Linked DNA regions of Pan troglodytes: region 2 is linked to region 1. Evidence: chromatin contacts called from public capture Hi-C data. All regions are on one chromosome and are shown on one strand. The core of a region is the stretch at or near the end of the contact, and the rest is flanking DNA. Distances in the headings are between cores, read along the strand shown. Region 1 has its middle 81 kb from the start of EMP1. Region 2 overlaps GRIN2B (glutamate ionotropic receptor NMDA type subunit 2B).

Evidence for each region. Capture Hi-C pulls out chosen DNA fragments and counts their contacts.
Region 2: a capture Hi-C map of stem cell-derived neural stem cells shows a contact between it and region 1, with 3 times the contacts expected there. The contact joins two enhancer-like sites. A contact is called at or near these places in 1 of 7 Hi-C or Micro-C datasets (stem cell-derived neural progenitor cells) and 1 of 1 other capture datasets (stem cell-derived neural stem cells).

Annotation. Positions count from the first base shown.
Region 1 is chr10:20,421,936-20,429,612 of NHGRI_mPanTro3-v2.0_pri, reverse strand. No RefSeq gene overlaps it. Among named protein-coding and RNA genes, the nearest start is that of EMP1, 81 kb to the right of the region's middle. Within about 2 kb of position 2,967, at least 7 of the 24 cell types and tissues checked have an H3K27ac peak or open chromatin away from gene starts, as enhancers often do. A contact at or near this core is called in stem cell-derived neural stem cells, where this site is marked.
Region 2 is chr10:21,090,517-21,098,193 of NHGRI_mPanTro3-v2.0_pri, reverse strand. All of the region lies in intron 3 of GRIN2B (glutamate ionotropic receptor NMDA type subunit 2B), which reads left to right. Among named protein-coding and RNA genes, the nearest start is that of GRIN2B, 32 kb to the left of the region's middle. Within about 2 kb of position 4,808, at least 2 of the 24 cell types and tissues checked have an H3K27ac peak or open chromatin away from gene starts, as enhancers often do. A contact at or near this core is called in stem cell-derived neural stem cells, where this site is marked.

The DNA of each region.
Region 1 (7,677 bases), core at 1,718-4,217:
TGTTTTAGATATGCTAAATTTAAGATTCCAATGAGACACGCTGGTGGAGATGTCAATTTGACAGTTGGATGTAAGAGCCTGGGCCTCCATGGTGAGGGCTCTGAGATGGGGATCTATTTGGAGGCATCACTGGAGAGATGGTATTTATGCCATGGGAGTACACCGATGAAGAGAAGAGAGTAGATGAGACAGGAAGAGAAAGGAAGAAAAGGGAGCCCGGGACAAGGTCCTGGGGCACTTCAGTATTTGTTCATCTTCTCCAAAAGCAGAAGCCACTAGAACTGTATGAGAAGCAGAGGCCACTGATACAGAAAAAATACAAGCTACTGTGATGTCATGAAACTAAGAAAAAGAGTGTTTCACAGAGGACAGTGGGGTCAAGTATTCCAAATATGATTGAAAGAACCAATATAAGGCCAGAAAACTACCTGCTGGATTTAGAATGTTAGAGATTGAAGGGTAATTTTGGTAAAGTAATGTAATGAGCCAGATCGGAGCAAACTTAAGAGTAGTTTGTAGGTGAAGAGATAGAATCAGTGTGTGCAGACTTTGGAAAAGTTTTATTACAGATGAGGCTCTAGGTAGAGAGGGATGTAGCATTGGAGACTTTTGTGAAGCTGCAGAATGATAGAGCATATTTATGTGTTGGTGAGAACGAACATTAAAGAGGGAGGGACTGATGATGCAGGAGAAAAAAGGAGTAATGAGGAAGAAAAGTCCTTGAGAAAGGCAGAGTGGAGGAAAGCCAGTTTTGCTTTCTTATAATATAAACAGGAAGGAAGGGAATTTTTTTCCATACTAAGAGGAGGAAAAGAGAAAATGGGTACACTGGGTACACACAGGTTCATGTGTAGACCAGGTGGTTGGGAGAAAAGGGAGTTCTCCTCCAATCATTCCCATTTCTCAGTGAAGAGTGATAGGAGATCATCAACTGTGATGGGGAGTGATGGAGGGGCAGAGGTGGGAAGAGGGTGTTGAGGAGCAAGTGTAAAGCCTCTCCTCATGGTGTCTCACACTCTCTGCTCCAGTGCGGCAGCCCAAAGTCAGGCCCTGACTGTCTCCATCTGTACTACCACAACAGCCCCCCAAACCTTCCATGCCCAGCTGCCAACCCCCAGCACCTCAATCCCTTATCTACCCATCCTTTGAAGAAATATCCCTAAACCATTGATATGATTTGCATCTGTGTCCCCACCCAAATCTTGTAATTAATCCTCAGTGTTGGAGGAGAGGGCTTGTGGGAGGTGGTTGGATCATGGAGGAGGACTTCTCTCTTGTTGTTCTTGTGATAGACTTCTCCCAAGTTCTGCTTGTTTAATGGTGTATAGCACCTCTCCCCCAGCTCCCCACCCCGCTCTCTGTTTCCTGCCAGCCATATGAAGATATGCCTGCTTTCCCTTTGCCTTCTGCCATGATCATAAGCTTCCTGAGGTCTCCCCAGAAGCAGAAGCCTGTACAACCTGCAGAACAGTGAGCCAATTAAACTTCTTTTCATTATAAATTATACAGTCCCAGATATGTCTTTACAGCAGTGTGAGAATGAACTAATACAACCACAGATTTGTTGTGCCATGAAAACCTTTGATGGGCTTTGCAGTCCAAAGACCAATGCACTAACTCCTCATTTGGGCTTTAGGGTTCTCCATTTTCTGGTCTAACTTTTGCAGGCTTGTGCCCAAAACATCCTCTTCTCCTCTACCTTCTATGGAGCCACTGCAGCCTACTCATGGCTCTCTCCAACTGCTGTGGCATCTGTCACTTTTATGTCTTTGTTCAAGCTTTTCTCTCTCACTGGCCTGCCTTCCTCCTTCTTGCAGAAGTCCTACCCATTCTTCAAGATCCAACTCAAATCCCACTTATTTCACGAAACTGATCAGATCTCTCTCCCCCCCATAGTATCTTATCCCTTTAGAACTTATTATAAAAGATCCAAGCATGACTTGTATTATAAGCACATGCATAGGAATGTCTATATGTGTGCTTGTGTCTGTCTCTAAGGAAAGAAGAAAGGAAGGAAGGGAAGAAGGGATGAAAGGGAGAGGCATATGGAGAAAGAGGAAGGAAAAGTGGAGGCGCATCGTGGGCCCCTGGTGTTTCACCTCAATGGTTTGAGTAAAAGTGCTCAACAGTGTTGCCCAGGAGTGGCAAGCGTCTCGGAGCCACAGCTTCTCCCGGGCGCGCCTACGGGTCTCAGGGCTGACAAGCCCTTTCCCCTCCCCTCTGTTCCCACTCCCCCTTTCTTCCCCTAGTGCCTCCATCTTAGTTGCCCAGTAATTGCATCAAATCTGAAGAAGCAGATCCGTCTCTAAAAAGAGCAGTGGGAGGGAATTGCGCTGCTCTTTTCAGAGATGAGAATTGAGAGAAATAGGGCAGAGAGATGAAAATGTAATGTTGAAAAATTCATGCTAGAGGAAGCACGTGCTGGCCCTCCCCTGCTCTGCCTCCCATCTGATAAGCTTCTGGCAGAGGCCTGGCTTTCCAGGCACATGAGAAGACCATGGGAGGTTTGGCCAAATCTGTCTGAGGGTGACCTGAGAACTGGCAGGGGTCTGGGGAGTGCCCACGCGTGTGCAGGGACAGAGCTGCCACTTGGCTTCTAGGGGCCTGTGTTGTCGAGGGGCTGGGGTCAGTAAGAGGGCAGGGGAGGGAGAGGAGGTGTCCTCCCGATCTACATCAAGAGCTGCCCCTCTACGCCACCTCCCGCCACTCCTGATGAATTCAGGCCTGGCAGGCACTGCAGTCCACAGACTCACAGGTCCCGTGTGTTTAGGAATCCTGGGAGGCAAGGCTCGACCCTGGGCCAGGCGAGCGGCTGGCCTCGCTGCACTTCGTTGAGCACTGTGTGCTCTGAGCCTAGGGCGGGAGAGTTGAGGTGGCCCGGCTCTAGTGGCCCGAAAAGGCCAGGTCTCATTCCCAGCCCTAGTCTCTGACTCCCCTCGGAAAGCACTGCAGAGGCTGCGGCCTGATTAATGCTGCACGCTAATGTGTACAGGAGACCGGCTTGCGATTCCCGGCCAGCGGCCCCTGCTCCCCTGCACAGAGGCGGCGCCAGCTGCTCGACTGCGACCCCTGGCGGCCGCTGGAGGCACTCTCTGCGGAGCTTCAAAATCGAATGGGCCGCTGGACACGAAGTCGAGGGAGTATTAAAAAAAAACAACAAAAAACGGGGTAAGAGCTATGCACCCCCAGATGGTGCAGGGTGGGAGGTGGAGAATGAAGGGGAAGCCAATTTTGCTTTCTTATAATATAAACAGGAAGGAAGGGAACAATCTGTCGGGGATGGTGGGGGCTGATGCAGGGTAATGGGAGGGGGAAGGTGGAAATGTGAAAATCTGTTTATAGTTGGAATGGAATCTGTTTAATATGATGCTTACACAAAATAAGACTTATAAGTTTTTCTCTGTTCTGAACCGTTTCCCTCATCTTCATTTTAAGTAGCAAAAGAACTCTGACCTGTTTTTTCTCTTTCATACTCCCAAACCAGGCTGTGTTTTCAAAGAGGCATTCATTCAAAGAAATAAAACATACTTTGGCTTCCTCCAGTGCCTTCAGTGAGCCTAAGTCCAAACTGTCAATATAATACCAGAGTTGACAGCCTGGACATTGGAGAGGGACAGTGTAAATTCAATACGTATCTATACGTTAACTATGTGACCTTGAGCAATTTGCTCAACCTCGCTGAACCTTCTTTTCCTTATTCAAAAAACAAAATATAAGCAAAACGCACTGCTAAGATTGTGGTGATAAAGAGAATCCTGCCTCATCTCTACTTCCAGGACAAAGAAGCCGTCTATTGTGGTTCTGCGTTCCCTTCCCTGGCAGGACCCCTTTGTGTTGTGACTGTGACAGACTCAGTTCATTAATAGATCAAGTGCCTATGAGTAGCAAGGGGATGAGTCCTCTGGGACTTTCCCTGACTCCTTCCCTTTCTTTCTCATCAGTTCACACAGCCCTCTAGCCCGTGTCTGCCATGCAAGACAACCAGGCAGCACCCACAAAATGTTGCGTATGGTGTATGTGTTTAGTGTACAAGGGGTTTCTTGGCACAGAGCTGATCTTAGCTGAGGGTGGAGTCTGATGCCTTCAGCCAATTCTTAAAGGCTACAGATCAATGTCCTTCTCCTTGGTGTCAGCATTGCAAATATGCAATGCTTCGATATGCGGCCTGCTAGTGGCTCCAACTATGAAGAGGTTCTCCAAGTGGCTTCTCCCACTAGTGTAGTGGGAGAGGCACAACATACACACAGGAAAAACTGAATAAGAAGTCATGATTCTAGACACCAATGTGTAAAGAAAGGGCCAGCTGAGGGGCTCACAGAGCACTATCAGCGATCAGAGGATAGGAAAACTCCCTCCGACAGAAGTTGAGGGCTCACCTGAGCCCCAAGAGCTACAGAAAGTGGTCCTGGTGCTGTGATGAAGTGGGCAAGCTCTTCCCTCTACTTCAGGGTGGAACACTGGAAGGGCATATCACAAGGTGTATCATCCACGAGGAGGAAGGAGAACATATGCAACACATCTGAATCTTCAAAGGTAATAGGCTCTTGAAGATGCCGGGCTGTCTTTAGCCCCAGATCTTGGGGCTTATTGCAGGGCATGACTCTTATCTAAAGGCTTCACCACGGAACCTCTGACTACTCAGTGACCTTCTTCTGGAGGACAAAACTGATTTGCAATTAAGTTCCTAGGGATGAGCAAGAGGAGAGAAGTCAGGGACCTGGTTATTCACAATTTTTTTGTCCATTTATTCATCAGTTCACTCACATAATCATCTATCCATCCATGTATCCATTCCATCTTTCATTCACTCACTATGTATTTTATATAGCAATTGTTATGTGCCCAGCCCAGTGTCCTGCGTTATGAGAAGTACAATTGTGTATCTCCTTTCCTTCTACCCTAAGGAAGATTCTACAATCCTCTACTCAGTGTTGAAGATTCTCCTCTTCTGTCCCACCCCATCTGGGGGAGCAGATGTCCTATGACATTCACACAGTTCATTCCGCCGCAGAAGCAGTGCCCTAACAGCGCTGATCCCACTGCTCTCAGCAAACCCTCTCATACTGGATCTAACTGTTTAGACATGACAGATCCACCCACCCACTTCCCAAAAGGACAAAGAAGATAGGACTCAGTGTGCTGGCCCCTTAGAATCAAATATCATGTTTGCCACTGACAACTGACCTGTGAGCTGGTTCCAGTCTCCGCCTCACATGGGCCCCCTCCCTAGGTGTTCACCTAGAACCATTCCAGTCGCCTTTTTTCCTCGCCTGCTGCCTCACTCCCACCCTCTGCCTTTGTGGGATTTGTGACAATCTTTGCTCTTTAAAATATTTTCTGGAGTGTATTTGTGTGTCTTTAGTGGTGGTGGAATGCTGTATAATTATCTCCCGATTCATCAGGCTCCTTAACAGGCAAATGCCTTTCTTTCCAATAAGTTTCTCTGGCTGAGGCACCAATAGGCCTTGTTGCTACGGAAACCAGAACGTTTCTTTCTCTATTTTAATGGTATGTTGAAAGTGCGGCGTGCATGTGCATGCACACATATGGTGGCTGCTGGTCTTTTCAGCTCTTTTTTCCTTCCCTACCTCTGCTGACCTGTCTGGCATTTTCCCGACCTCACATGTTTCAGGACGTCCCTCTCATCCACAGCCCCTGCTTGCCCCCTTCCTGCCTTTCACTGTGCCTCCACCTCCCCCTACCCTTCCATCTGGTGTTCTCAGCTGTTTAAAAAAAATACCAGTTGGCTTTGCATGAAATCTAAGAGAGAGAGGCAAATAAAAGGTAATTGTGGAAACAAAGCACTGCAAAAGGCTTTGACCAGCCAGGTGTTTCCTGCTGGAAGGCTAGTGGCCTCACTTGGCCATCTTCCTAGCACATGGGGCTGCTTCGGAGAAGGAGAGGGGATGGAGAGAGAGCAGCTCGGTGCAAGAGTAAAGAGAGAGCATATCCCCGCAGCACCATCTGCTGCTGCTGCTCCTGGGCACAGAGGAACTTCTCTCCACCCAAGTCCCTGGGTTTGGTTCAAGGACTATTGGAGGAGGGGAGGGCTCTGTTGAAATTTATTTGTTTATTCAGTTAGTCAACAAACACTCACTGAACACTTAGCATATACCAGGCACTGTTCTAGGCACTGGGGATATGCTGAGGGTTCCTGTCCTCGAGAAGCAAGCCTTGCTCACAGACAGTTGCCAAGGCAGCATGATAAGTGGTGAGAGGCACAGTGACATTTGGGCTCTGGAATGAGACAAGCTTAAGTTTGAGCCCCAGGCCACCATTTTTTAGCTGTGACCTTGGGTAAATGACTAAACCTCTAGAAAGCTCAGTTTCCTTATCCCTAAATGTAGCTTTATAATAAAGTTGTTTCAGAAGATAATAAAATAATGAGTCTTTATTAGCATAATCAATAAACGTTGGTTGCCAATGTTGTCTCTTTCATTATTATTACCATTATCAGGGTCTTAAGGGGCTCATGGTAACATGCAAGGTGCCCACAGACATAGGCAAGGCAACACCAAGAAGGGTTTGACCAGACATTTTCTGAGTAGGAAAGTATGAAGAGCATTCTAGTCAGAGGGCACAGCATGTGCAAAAGACCTACAGCGTAGACAAGGGAGTGCGTATGTGGCTGCTGTGTCCTGTGTGCATGTCTGGGAGTGGGGGCACAGTGGACTCTGGCTAGGCTGTGAGGACACTGACGGCTAGGGGGTAGGGATTGAAACGGACCCTCCAGTTATGGAAGTACACAGGAGGTTTTTAGATTTAAGAGAAGCACAGGCAGATGCACTCTTTAGAGAGAAGAGTTTTTCCTTGTGACACACAAGATGCCAAAATTAAGGGGCTCCTGAACCTCCGCTGGCTTTAAGAGTCAGTGGTGCCAGGGGATCCTGGCCAGCTGCACGTAGCAAGTGATCTCTTGCTCCACTTTGCCCCATCCTCCCGGTGCATTCCAGGCCACACGCAGCTGGGAGAAAGGATATCAGATTCAGGGCACTCGAGTAGTACCTACTCAAACTAGGCACTAATGCAACGCTAGAGGTAGAAGACCCTGAAGTCTCTTCCAGCTCTCGATAGCATGACTATAATTTGAGGAATATAAAGGAGTGGTTGGTTGGCACTGATGGTGGAGTGGTTGGCAAGGAAAAAAAATATTGTGTGTGTGCAAAGTGATGTGACAACTGGAGGGGGAGCAGAGATGCTGGAGCAGACGTGTGAAGTAGAGAGACCAGGCACGGCTGGGCGACAGAGCCGGAGCTGGAGGGAAGAGGAGTGAGTGATAGTGCAGAGGCTCTGGGGCTTGCAGGCTAATTCTGTTGTGCTTGGAAGTCGGGAAAATCAGCAAGTCAAGAGTACGACTGGGTGCTCCGGGTTTGGCCTTATTAAAAAGGAAACAGCAGAACAGCAAGAGCCGCTTTGGATCACGTGGTACATCCACCCTCTGCTCTCAACACTGAGCAAGCATTCTTGAACGTTACAATCTAAAAGTATCCCAAATTTTTATTTTACCTAGTGTTTAAAATAAGACAACGGTATCTCTAAAAACAAGTAGAAAGGAAATCAGAGCTGACCAAAGGTAATAACATAGTGAGCCTAACGCATGCCTGCAGTTTCCCATCTCCTATCACTCCACAGCCACTTTCCCGTAACAGGGGTCTTTCCAGATTACAGTGAGCACTT
Region 2 (7,677 bases), core at 3,559-6,058, 670 kb before region 1:
CATTGTGGGTTAGGCCCAGACCTAGTAGGCAGATTATATCTGAAAGACAGAATCACAGAATGTTAGCACCAAAGAGGACAACTCATTGTGTGGCTGAGGACACTAAGGCCGATGGGCTAAGCAAATACCAAAGTACGTAGCTATGCCTGGTCCAGGGCCAGAACTCAGGCAGCCTGACTCCCATTCCAAGGTTTTGAAACTATGTCAATAGTGTACATGCTTTTCAAATCCCACATTTTGATGAGTAAAACATTTGGGAGTTTTTATCCCTAGTCTGTGTATATTATTATTCAGTGAAGAAAACAGCCCATACTAGGTAATTCAAAAGGGAGAATTTAATGCTGGGAATCAGGGACAAAGGGATAAGAAGAGCTGAAAGCTAAATGGCGCATGGCCAACCCCATGTGCAACCCCAGATCAGCAAAGCAGGAAGCCAGTGTGAACCTTTGGGTCACAGGGAACAAGGTAGAACTTGTCCACTGAGAATGGAACAAGTGGTGGCTGCCTGGCAGAGAATGTCAGTCAGGGAGGAGATACAGCTCCTGGGAAGATGCTGACCAAAGCATAGAGAAAGGGGGAGATATATTCTAGCTTCTCCTCTCTCCAGCACCCCCACCATCTCTTGGCAGTATCTCCATTGGTAAATCCTAGCCAGAATCTATCTGGCATGGGAGGCTTGGAAATGTGGTCTGCAAGGTTTTTGCTCTCTGCAATAAAGAGCAGTAAAGAGAAGGGATGGGGGACAGATCTCAGAGTGAATAAGCAAATTGGTGTAGATTATTTTCCAAAGGTAACTACAACAATCTCTCCCATCCCACATTCTCCTCTGCAATGTGACCTGGTCATTACTGCACATCATGGTGTGGAGAGTCCAGCCCCCTCCCCTTGTATCTGGGCAGCTTCATAATTGCATTGACTAATTGAGTATGAAGAGCATGGCTCTAGGTGACTTCTGAGGCCAGGTCAGAAAAGGCCATGCAGCGTCTATCTGGTTCCCTCGGTTCATTTGTCCTTTGGACATCCCTGCTGCCATGCTGTGAGAAGCCACACAGACAGGTCATGTGTAGGTACTCTGGTCAGTGGTCCTGGCTGAGCCCAGGTGTCAGCCATGTAAGTTGAGAAGTTTCAGATGATTCTAGCATGCATCCCTGGAGTCACTTCCCAGATGCTTGGGTCTTCTCAACTGAGGCTCCAAAAGTCATGGAAATGAATCAAACAATCACAGCTGTGCCCTATCCAAACTCCTAACCCTCAGAATTTGTGAGCGTAATACACTGGTTGTTATTTTATGCTACCAAGTTTTGGGGTGGTTTGTTATGCAGCCCTACAGAACTGGAATGCCAATGACCAGCGTGTTTATTTAGTACATAATTATATGTGTATACTGTCTAATATGTTGTGTTCATTATAAAGCATGCAAAAAAAAAAAAAAACCAGAAATTAAAAGTGGGTGAGATAAAAATAAATGTAAATAGAAGTTCTAACATTTTATTTTCATGCCCAGCTCCTGGGGGATTGGAAACCACATGCTATTATATACCTTAAATGCATGGCCAGAAGAAGACAGACTTTGATATTCAGGATCTTTTAAATAGTTTTCAACAATCTGTGAAAAAGAAAGACAGGGGCAAGTGATAGAGAGGGGAAGTACAGATAGGGAGGTTCTCACCGGAGGAATGCAGGAAGGAGAGAGGAAACATAGGAGGAGAGGTTCCATGGGATAGAACACAGGGCTCCTAAACAGGGTGGAGATTTTCCTGAAGCAGTATTAGGCTTTCAGAGTATTTTAGTTTCATTTCTGTAATGCCATTCAGGAGGACCGTTGCTAACTATATCCTAATTTGTGGATTCCTGCGGACACTGTATAAAGGTGAGTGGGTAAGATGAGTTACAGTTTCATTAACACAACGGGGACTGTTATTGAGAGCTGATTCTAGAATCGAGTGCTTCAGAGATCTGAGTATTTTTAGAAAGAGAATTGGGTTGAGTCTTTTTTCTAATATCTCTCACTTCCTTTACGGAAGCTCTAACATATTCCGTGTGGGCACCTGACATGCACTTATAGACACATCCTTAAGGTCCTTATATACATTTTTATTTTTATATCACCATATACATGTTGACTTCTTTCTTCACGCCCCCAACAAAAAAAAAAACCCAACAAAAATCTTTAATAATTTTCTCTCTTACTGCTATATATACACAGATCCACTTTTGATATATCAATTGTGCTTAGGTATAAGACCTGTACAGATAAATGTATTAATCTATTGCAAGCAATTAGTAAGGATAGCTTTCTTTTTCTTTCTTTTTCTCCCCTCTTCTCTTTCTTGACTTATTACCAATAAAGTCTATTTATCCCCGTCTTCCTGTGAATTCCCTTACAGAAGCCACACAGGTTAACCAGCTATATAGTATGGTGGCCATTTGCTATTAGGGCTGTGGTTTCACAGATAAATTAGACCTTGTCTCCACTCTTGAGAAGCTCACAGTCTAGAGAGAGAGATGGACAGATAAATTGGTAATCATATTTTGTGTGGTGAGTGCTGTGATGGAAGCAAATACAGTGTGTGTGGGAGCCTGTGGTATGGACGCTAAGTGTCCATGAAGTCTTCCTAGAGTTTTGACAAATGGGTGCAATTATACAGCTCTATCAACCATGAATTGCATGTGCTTGGCTTTTGGATGCAGTAAGCTTTCTACAAACAGACTGGATTATTTGACTTGAATATCCTGTTAACAAGACAAGCTAATTTGCCCAAGGGGACTTCTTCACCCTTACATTTAGGCTAAATGGTTTTTACATTGGATTTTCTTATTCAGGCTGCAGGGTTCCTATCCTTCCCTGGAATGAATGCTCTCTAGCTTGTCTACCAGGCAGAGACTGCTCAGGGATCACTCTGGGTTTTTTCAGTGTTTCTATTTCATTTCTGGCCTCAGTCAGTCTGCATACAGGAGGTTCCCTGTACTATATCTAGGGTTGTCAGATTTAGTGAATTAGAACACTCAATTAAATTTGAATTTCAAATAAACAATAATTTTTTAGTAGAAGTATGTTTCAAATATTGTAATATTTGCATACTTATACTAAAAATATTTGATATTTGTCATTGAAGTTCAAATTCAATTGGGTGTCCTGTATTTTATCTGGCAGGCCATATCACTACTCTCTCTTGGCCTTGCTCTTCTTGGAATGTTCACAAGGGAGTGGGAGGTGTAAGAAATTTTTATCTCTAGAAGCACCACTTCTGGATTGGAGATTTTGTCCTTCATTTTTCTCTTCCCTGGTCAAACTTAGCTTTTTTCTATGTTGTAGGTGGCTAGGCCTGTCATTCCGTGTTGAATTTATTTCTGATAGGGATTCTGGCGGTATTAAAATTCTGGCCCTTGGTTGAACTGCTTTACCAAAGTAATATTTTACCTAAAACTTATTTTTCTCCATAAGCTTGAAGTGGAAACTCTTTTTAAGGAATTGTGCCCAAAGCATGAGTCAGAGGCATGAGATTAGGCTCAGAGAGCAAAGGGCATTTACTGTCGTGCAGGAATCTGAGGCATCTCAGCACTCCTTTTGTTTATTTCTTCATTGTTCATTGTGATCTGGCAAATGAGAACCCTAGGCCAGTAATTTTTAGATAGGCAAGGAGTCAAATATAAGAAACAATAATAGCAAGAATTTATTCAGCACATCCTAGCAAGCTAAATGCTTTTCCATGTATGTTCTCACTTAATCCTCATAATAATTTAATGAGATAAGTACTCTTATCATCCTTATTTTCCAAATAAGGAATAAACTTAAAGAGATGAAATAACTTGCCTTAGGTTGTGTAGCCCATAAGTGACCAAACTGGGATTTGAAGGCATGTAAATCTGACTACAGAGCTCCCACTTACAACCCCAATGCTACAGTCCTTTGGGGCTGAGCCTGGGCTGGGGTCTCAGTAAACACTCTTGGGTTGATTCATCTACTCTGTTTAAATGATTTCTAACAAGGAAGAATACTTTATAACCTCTTTTGTAACTTCTAGTGTGTGATCCCCTATTTTGACTGGCTATTCTTCCATAGATTAATACAATGATTTTCCCTCTGCGTATAAAACCATTCCTTAGCCTCAGTAGAAATAGCAAATTGATCAATATCTTCCCCTTAAAGTGGTAACTTTTCTTTTTCCTCTGGTTGTCTCTTATTTTTTCTTCTTAGGTTCTGTAATCGACATCATGATCAAAGGTAATTTAAGTGCCTGTTCTATAATGTTTACTACTTTTTGTTGCTCTGTTTTGAGTTCCTCCTTAATGAATTTAGTATATTTTGGAGAATCACAGTGCTTACGTGCATAAAGTTCATAATAAACATAAATTTGATTGGTTTGATTCTTGCAGGCTTCTGTACTGCAAACACAGTACAGCCTGGTACATATCTAAAAGTGAGTATTTTGCTGATTCCCTTTAGGCTGTATCCATCTCTGTCTCATGGCCCATCAATATACACTATATTGAATGCAACTTCTTGGCATCGTGGTTTGTGATCTTCCTCTGTAATACTAGAACATGCATGTAAATGAAATGGTTTGTTAACAATGCTATGTCCACCACATGATACCTGACACCCTCCTGTAGAGGCTAATGGCAGTGTAGATGTTATATTGATCATGAGGCCATAGAGTCCCACACAGTTGAAGCACCTTATGTCGGTGGCTTTGAGCTGATTGCCGAATGCCACGGCAGCTTTCACACTTAAAGGATTCCAGGAGGCCCTGTGGTCCCTCTGGTTGAGTGTTCAGATTAAGGGTCCTGGAAACCTGTAGCAGCCCTGGAGAGAAGAGGCAGGAAGAGGGAGAGGAAAGTTTCTGCCTTTGATCTCAGAGGGTCTGGAGGATGTGGGAGGGCCTAGGAGTTGGAAAGATTGGAAACTCGGTTTGAGACGTCTCTGTAGCAACCAGAATCTTCTAAGATGTCTCTAATAACTCTTTTACCTAGCTGAGGTTTGCTTGCTATCCAGGCTGAAATACAAACCAGCACCTCCCTTCTCCCCTCATTTCTGTCCAGGAACTATGGGTTCTTCAGGCAGTGGATTCAGCCCTGATTTGGATCTCTGGGCACTCTTAGGGTTGAAGCAATGGTCCCTCCAAAGTCCGGCAACCACACAGATAATTCTGCTATCACCTGCTGCAGGGACTAATAGCCTACCCCTGCTGAGGACTTGAGATGCAGGGAAAGTAGTAGAACCTCTGGGAACACCCTCTTAAGACTGCTTTCCCTCCTTTCCCAAGAACTTAGTTCTTTCAGAGAAAAAGCGGTCTGCAGTAGTCTGGTGAGTTTGTGGTTCCTGGGTTTTCTGAGTGGCTGCCCATCAGTTTAGAGGGACCAAAATACCGGTGACTCTAAATGGCCCATCTGTCCATGGAATTCCCATTAGTCACCAGTTACCTTCCTTACATTCTGGGTGTCGCAGCACCACAACTTTTGAGTCTTTACTCAAAAGTAAATCAAGACACACCATCCTTGGCATGCTGATGAGATTAATGTAACCTACATTTAGGGGAATTTCAGAAATTTTGTAATTAGAGGTACAGTTGCTCCTTGCAGAATCCAGGTCTCTTCAGAAATGTGGCTTTTGAGTGAATAGTCTTTGTTAAGTCACCAGTGTTGGCTCTGCCACCACCAACTGTGTTGAAATCTTTGGCATCAGAGCAGAACCGGATGACTCTGGCAAAAATGAATTTGAGAGGATATATATAAAAAAATCTAAGACCCAAATCTGTGAGACTGTGCTTTATCTCTAGCAAAGAAAAATAGGACTTCCTTGCTATTTACAGTGCTCTTTCAGCAAGGAACACATCTCAGCATCTTTAGTCCCCCCAGAGGGCTAACAAAGGTTTGTTGTTCTTTCATCGCAGCCCATTTTTGAATTTAGCATTTAAACATATGGGGCAGGGTTGGATTGATCCTTATGAAAAGAAAGCATTTACCCCAAGGATCCCCCCGGGCAGAGACTTTCTTTAGGCTTTTTCTATGAGGCAATGTGGTTATATTTGCCCCAGAACCTTCTTTCTTGTAGCTATTAGACGACAAGTTGACATTTTGTATCATATTTATGCATGTGCTACTTTTAGATACCATCTTATCCTTCCCCAATGGCACTTCTACAATTAACTGCAACATTGTTGGGTTTTGAGTGAGTAAATACCATACTTTCAGGGCCTAGGTGGCCATATGGTCACCTTTGCCATTGTTTTCTTATGGAGAGGTCCTGAGGAGAGTGAAAGAACAATTTCAGTTTAAAACTGGGCTGCTTCTCTGGTTCTGGGACAGGACAGTAAACCCAGAGGGTAGTAGGTTAAAGCCTACAGTGTGGTTTAACGTTATGGAAGTGAGTTGGAGAACAACTCATGCTTCATCCTCAGCTTTGCACTGTGTGTCAGTGATGGTTGCCATGGTGATAGCTTCCTGTCATCACTGGAAGATTTGGGCTGCAGCTGGAAAATGAGCCACAGCCAAAGGTGGGGTCCTATCAGATCAACAGCCACTTTTGATGCTAGGGTTTCAAGTTGAAAAGGAGAGGATGGAACAGATTATTGAAAATCTAAGAATATATACGATGTAGAACACCCATGGGGATGTTGAAACATTCTGTTGCAGGATGTGGATAGGATTGCTACTGGATGTATGGGAAAACCACGTGTATGGGCTTGTGATTGTCTTTTTTTCCCTTTATGGGCCACATTTCTCCAGTGAGGTGAAGCGTGACTGTCTGAGCTATGTTACAACTGCCCTGGCAAAGGCTGGTTCATGGGTTTTGCTGCTTGCTGGACCAAGCTGCTGACTCATCCCTATGGGAAGATAATGAGGAGAAGAAAGCAACATGCAGCCTACATTGCTATAATCCAAGGACAATTCACATGGCGAGCCTCAGTTTTTTCCTATCAATGGTGTTGTAGACAGTGAGGGGATACATACGTGCAACTTCATGGTTTATTCGCTACACTGACCAGACCACAGTCAGTGGGAAAAGCAACAGGTCTACAGTGTTTCAGAAGTTCTGCAACACAGCAACAAACTGGAGAACAGATACTTTTGTGAGTACATGAAGACTTTCAAAGCAGTATGAAGGCATGGATCATTTTAAGGGACTTAATGTTCAGATTTTCAGTTTCCTACTGTAGTCTTTCCTAAAATCCATCTGCTAGAGAAAGTGTCACCTCCCCTTTCATGGTTGCTCTTTTCTCTCCTTACCAAAGAAAATCACACCTCTCACTTACCCAAATTTTACTATACGCATCGCTCAAAGGTGAAAACACTTCTAAGGGTCACATAAGGGATAATTGGAAATATTTGTGTTAGGAGAAGCATCCTTTCATCAAGAACCATAGACTATCTCTGTCTCCAGCTTATTAAAAGATAACAGTCCTAATAATACATTTTTATATATTTTAAACTGTGGTAAAATACACATATTTTAAACTGTGGTAAAATACACATATCATAAAATGTAATAAGATTTTACCATTTATGTTTAATACTTGTCTGTCAAAATTAATGTGGTTATTTTATTCTCACCAAATGTTTACAAATAATTATTGTAACACTATCTCAATCCAGAAAACAACACTTAAACACCTATGATTACAGGAAATAAAAAATAATTATAAACTTCAACTTTTATATATATATATTTTGGTT